Linked DNA regions of Sus scrofa: region 2 is linked to region 1. Evidence: chromatin contacts called from public Hi-C data. All regions are on one chromosome and are shown on one strand. The core of a region is the stretch at or near the end of the contact, and the rest is flanking DNA. Distances in the headings are between cores, read along the strand shown.

Evidence for each region. A called contact is a pair of places that touch in the nucleus more often than the background predicts.
Region 2: a Hi-C map of liver shows a contact between it and region 1, with 5 times the contacts expected there. The contact joins the promoter of RGS9BP here to the enhancer-like site in region 1. A contact is called at or near these places in 2 of 5 promoter capture datasets (fetal liver and liver) and 2 of 47 Hi-C or Micro-C datasets (alveolar macrophages and liver).

What each region holds. Positions count from the first base shown.
Region 1 is chr6:42,287,491-42,290,541 of Sscrofa11.1, reverse strand. It overlaps ZNF507 (zinc finger protein 507), which reads right to left. Exons shown (of 6, transcript XM_003127012.5): 4 at 598-712. Among named protein-coding and RNA genes, the nearest start is that of ZNF507, 15 kb to the right of the region's middle. Within about 2 kb of position 1,626, at least 9 of the 83 cell types and tissues checked have an H3K27ac peak or open chromatin away from gene starts, as enhancers often do. A contact at or near this core is called in liver, where this site is marked.
Region 2 is chr6:42,558,497-42,561,318 of Sscrofa11.1, reverse strand. RGS9BP (regulator of G-protein signaling 9-binding protein) reads right to left here and starts at 1,260. Exons shown (of 2, transcript XM_021094272.1): 1 at 1,125-1,260; 2 at 1-538. The coding sequence starts at 351. ANKRD27 (ankyrin repeat domain-containing protein 27) reads left to right here and starts at 1,393. Exons shown (of 28, transcript XM_021094271.1): 1 at 1,393-1,549.

The sequences.
Region 1 (3,051 bases), core at 377-2,876:
TAGACTCTTAAGCACTGAAAATTGCTCAGGTAATTTATATCCAAGAAAAACTGAAAACATCAAACTGATGGATGCAGATATCTTCTTATATTGTAACTAGACAAACAAAATGCCTATTATCCTAAGACTCAGGCTTAAAATTCATATTCTTTAACAAACTAAACAATACCTATAAAACTAGAAGGTAAAAGTTTGCACTTAACCTGTGTTTAAAACAAGTGCTATGAATTTTTAATTTGCTTCTAATTTTTCTGTACTATACAGTACTTAGATACAAATATTAAAACTCTAAGTTTGGAGTTCCCATTGTGGCACAGAGGAAGAAAACCCTACTAGGAACCATGAGGTTGTAGGTTTGATCCCTGGCCTTGCTCAGTGGGTTAAGGATCCGGTGTTGCTGTGAACCGTGCTGTAGGTTGCAGATGCGGCTCAGATCCTGCATTGCTGTGGCTGTGGCATAAGCTGGCAGCTGTAGCTCCAATTTGACCCCTAGCCTGGGAACTTCCATATCCCGCAGGTGCAGCCCTAAAAAGCAAAAAACAAACAAACAAAAACAACCAACCAACTAAAAAACCACTCTAGGATCATCACACTTACCTGTAAGGCTTATCAGAGTTATGGATTCGTCTATGGTTTCTGACACCAACATACGTAGTACTTGTATATTCACACACATCACATCTGTACTGTTTCTGGACCGAAGACTTATTCCCTAGACAAGGTATTTCAGAGTTTTAGCGATGTGCGACAGCATTTACATTCCATTGTAAATGTATTTATACCATACAGTATTAACATTTCAATCACAGCTTCCTCAATGTTTAACAAAATTAATAAGTTTGACTGGAGCCTTACAGGTTCACCTGCATCTGAGCCATCAGTGGATGCAGAGTGAACGTCATTTTCTCTGTAAACACAGATATATTGGGTTGGCTTCTACATAACCTTGTACAAAATTCTAAAATGTAGTAAGCCTGATGCCAGCTGCCCTGCTGACAGAAGCTGCTGAATTAACCAGAGATAACACTGTCAACTTGAAATGTGTTAATATAAGCAATATTGGATATATTGTCTTAGAGAAACAATGGAGTTCCAGTCGTGGCACAGCAGAAACGAAGCCAACTAGGAACCATGAAGTTGTGGGTTGGATCCCTGGCCTTGTTCAGTGGGTCAAAGATCGAGTGTTGCTGTGAGCTGTGGTGTAGGTCGCAGATGTGGCTCGGATCCTGCGTGGCTGTGGCTGTGGCTGGCAGCTGTAGCTCAGATTTGACCCCTGGCCTTGGAACCTCCATATGCTGCAGGTGCGGCCCTAAAAAAACAAAAGGAAACACTGATTTGCCAACAAGCTGTAATTTAATACTATAATCTATTATTCTAAAGTATGGTGACAAAGCATATGTAACAAATTCAATACAAAAAGCCCAAAGCCTTTTAACTCTGTAGGTTTCCTGTGTTTATAACTGCCAGCTATCAATGCAACAAGAGAAAGCAACAGCAAATTATTAAGTGCTATTTAATATGGTATAATTATATTTAGTAAACTGGCAGGTTACAAGGATTAACATGGATATGAAGCGCTCTGAAATACAGGAAACACGGGTCCATGGAAACAGGCCATGTTACTAAACTCACTCTGCAGCAACAGGGCTGGGTAATTCAAATCAAGGTAACCTTACGGCAATACAAACAGAATGACTTGATCATATGAAACTGTTCCTGACGGATATTCAACTATTTATTTACTCTTCTGTCAGCACAAAGTCCATAGGCCACTCACAGCCTGACTGCTTTATATTCAGAAACAAAGCAAGCATAGAAGCTGAAGAACAGGATGGAACAGGAAGAAAACTTAGGTAGAACACTAGCACACAGTGCACGGAAGTGGTACAAAAGAGAACCTACACAGAAATTTAACAAAAGAAAATCCTTAGGTTAAATTTAAGCTTTCTAAAATTGAAATTTTCTTCTGCTAATAACTACTTCTGCCAGGCAGAACAAAATGTCCTAATTTCCTGGCATAAATCTGTAACATTAATACACACACTAATCATAATTATAATCTAAGTATTGCTCTTAATTGGTAGGTTAAAAACTTGGACTTGATTATAAGTGGCACTGTTCCAAATACAGTTTTAAAAAAACTTTGAAAAAATGAAGTGTGAAATATTGGATAATGGTTTTGTGTGAGAAATATTACAGATCAATGACAACTAATAAAAATGACAGATGGAAAAACTTAATATAGCACAGAATAAGAGCCTGTGCTACTTCTAGCAACTGTTTCCAATGGAAAGACGATTGGACTGAAAGTTCAAAAACTTGGGTTTAGTCCTCGCTCTGCCACTTAGTACCAGACTGATCACAGGCAAATTATTTTACCTCTTGAGGACTCAGCTGTCTCATCTACAAACTGGAAATACTAGAACCTCCCAGCCTGGTTTTAAGCCCAGGAACACTCTGTAGTCTCCCTTCCCTGCAGTCTGGACACTACGTGCACGTCTGCATCCAGTCTGACTTGTCACTAGCTGGAGACTTCTTGAGGGCAGGAATCGGTCTGTTCTGCTTGCACAGAATCCCCAGGGCTTGGCAATTTATTTACATTCATGAAGAAACACCACTGCTTTGCCCACGGCTCTCTGAGGGCACCTGTCTTCCTCAATGGGCTGGGCACCTCGAAGGCAGTGACACTTCCATTGCACCCCAAGCCCTCAGCACACTATCTAGCTCAAGATGGGTATACCTGGCAGAATGAGACGTCTGAGGTACCATTACACTGGACCTCTGAGTCAAAAACATGCCATAAGTTATCTTTGCTGGCATGACAGACAGAGACTGGGAACCCCAGAAGCACACATCTTCCTCTTGTTTTTTTTTTTTTTTTGTCTTTTTGCTATTTCTTTGGGCTGTTCCCGTGGCATATGGAGGTTCCCAGGCTAGGGGTTGAATCGGAGCTGTAGCCACCGGCCTACGGCAGGGCCACAGCAACCCGGGATCCGAGCTGCATCTGCAACCTACACCACAGCTCACGGCAACGCCGGATTGTTAACCCAC
Region 2 (2,822 bases), core at 11-2,510, 270 kb before region 1:
CATCCCGGTGCGCACGAGCGGCCGCCGCGGCGCGTGCAGAGGAAACTCGGTGCCCAGGGCCAGCGCACGCCGCATGTCAGCTTCCAGGAGGTCCAGGCAGCCGGAGAAAGCCACCCAGAGGCGCTCGAACTCGGCGCGCTCCTCTGCACCCAGGCCCCGGTCGCGCAGCGGGGCAGTCAGCTGGGCGCGGATGGTCACCGCCAGCTCCTGCGCCTTCCGTCGTGTCTTCTGCAGCTCCTCTCGTAGGTTCTGCGAGTCCGCTGAGCCGCCAATGGTCAGCACCAGGTGGTGGTAGCATGCGGTCGCCTTGTTGAGCGCGTCCAGTAGCGCTTTGCACTCCTCCTTCGCCATGGCGCTGCTCTCCCGCGCAGCCCAGCCGCCTGCGCCCCTCTCAGCCTCACGTCCTCACCGTAGCAGGACGCAGCCAGCCCCGACGGCGTCTCCGGGCCGGGCGGCCCGCGCACTCCTCATGGCTTGAGGGGAGCTTGGCGCGGCAGCTTCGGTCGACAGAGCCACTCAGGACACACGACGTGCGCTTCTGCGGGTTGGCGCGGAGAGGGAGCCCTGTTAGCAGTCTACCGCCCGCTACATCTTCCCCAGGTGCCCTCCTAGTTACACGCCCAATCTCTGCGCAGCCATCGCCTCCATAGTAGCCACCTGCGAAGTCCAAGTTGCGGTCCCCATCCTCCTCCAGTACCCTAGCCAGGGCTAGCCGGCTGCGGAGCCTCGCGATCCGCCTTAGCCGCTGCTAAGGGCGGCCGGGTCGGGTTTCTTAGGATCCGCCCACCCCGCCGGTCTTCGCTAGGCGCTTCCATCCCCGGGACCAGGGATAGGCGGGGCCCCACGCGGGGAGGTCACGTGTAGGCCCCTCATCTCCCCCTTCTCCGAACCCCATTACGGTCTGGAATATTAGCACTTGACAGATCCAACCCTCTTCTATTTTGCGGAAGGGGAAACTGAGGCTCAGATTTAAAAAGGGGGGGTCTAGGTCACGCGACGTTAATGCAAGTGAAGGGGCTAGAACTCAGGGACTCTGACTCTTAGACCCTGCCAGCGACGAGAGTGGAATGCCTCGTAGGACTGGGCACCTTTATCCTCCAAAGCAAGCAGTAAAGGGTGGTCACCTGGGCGGGACGGCTCCCGGACCTCACCGTCCCGGCTCCACCGTCTTTCCCGCAGCGGAGCTTGGGCCCCACCTCTTGTGTCAGATCTGCTCTCGGCCCCGCCCCCTCCCGTTCCGGGCACGCGCAGTCGACGGCTCTGGGCTTGTCCAGCCTAAGTAGGAAGTGCTGTGAGCCGAGGTGAGCTCCACCCCCGGCTGGGCGGACTCAGTGATTGCTCTGCGCACACGTCACTCTGAATAAAGACGGCTTCTCATTGGGCTGACCAGGGGCCTTAGGCGCGGACCCGCCCAACGGCGTAGTAAGGGGGTGGGCGGTGGAGCAGAGCCGTGGCGCTGGGTGGTGGTCCCTGAGGTCCGAACCGAGGGGCCGGCAGGTGTTGGCTTCGCTCCGGGAAGGGCAGAAAGTGAAACTATGTAGCCTTTTAAGTAAGTGTCCTCCTGCCTGTCTCCTCCCGCGCCTCCCTTCCCTCCGGCTGGCTGCGCCTCCGGGCCCGGAGGCCGGGCGGGGCCCCGGAGCGGGAAGGGGGAGGGGCTCGTTCCTCTCCTCCGCCGGCGCCCCACGCTCTGCTGGCAGCCCCCAAAGCCCCGGCGCGTCGTCCGGTGGACTGCCCTTCCGCACTCTCCTCGTCCCGTCCGCAGCTCTGCCTCTCTTGTATGTTTGCGGGGCAAGGAAGGGGTGGGGTTGGCGAAGAATGCGCCCTCTGACCCCACGTCTTCAGGACAGGTCCGTAGATCCGGGATCCCGGGAGCTCAGACTTGGGGGCCGTGGGCAGGGTTGTCGCTCTCTGGAGGCGTCTGTGGTTTAAGGGAGATCTGGCCGGGCGATTGGATGGGAGGCCGTGGGTGGGGGTCCGGAACCTCGGGCCGCGGGCAGTTGTGGTACCTGGGATGATGAAAGCGCGAGGGAGAGAGGAGGGTATCCCTGCTTGCCTGCCTCATGGCGCGGGGTCTCCTCTTCCTGCCTGGTAAAGATTACTACAGGAAAACTCTTAACCACCCTGAGGTGTTCCAGACTCTGAATCTTTTCAGTTCTTTTCGTTGAAAATGGATTGCCCATAGGCGCACCAGCCAGGCCATGCCGCTCTGGCCACTAATGGGGACGTGGGCACTCCCCATCGGTGCAGGACCACCAGAGCAAGAAGCGTTTCTTCATTGAGGAGTTGGGATATTCAGGGAATGATGGGCAGGGGTGACTGTAGGGACTACTAATTTGCCATGTGGTCTGGGATTTTCCAGGTTTGTGGATTTCAGGGAGAAAGGTGTTTGTTATTGTTGTTGTGCCTCTGGCACGTGGAGGTTTCCTGGCCAGGGATGGAACCTGCATCAGGGCAGTGACCTGAGACACACCAGTGACAACTATGGATCCTTAACTGGCTGAGATGCTAGGGAACTCCAAGAGAAGCCTCTATTTTGATTAAGAAATGCACCCTCGGAGTTCCCGTCGTAGCTCAGTGATTAACGAATCCGACTAGGAACCATGAGGTTGCAGGTTCGGTCCCTGCCCTTGCTCAATGGGTTGAGGATCCGGCGTTGCCATGAGTTGTGGTGTAGGTTGCTGAAACGGCTCAGATCCCGCGTTGCTGTGGCTCTGGCGTAGGCCAGCAGTAACAGCTCTGATTCGACCCCTAGCCTGGGAACCTCCATATGCCGTGGGAGCGGCCGAAGAAATAGCAAAAAAACAAACAAACAAAAAAACCAA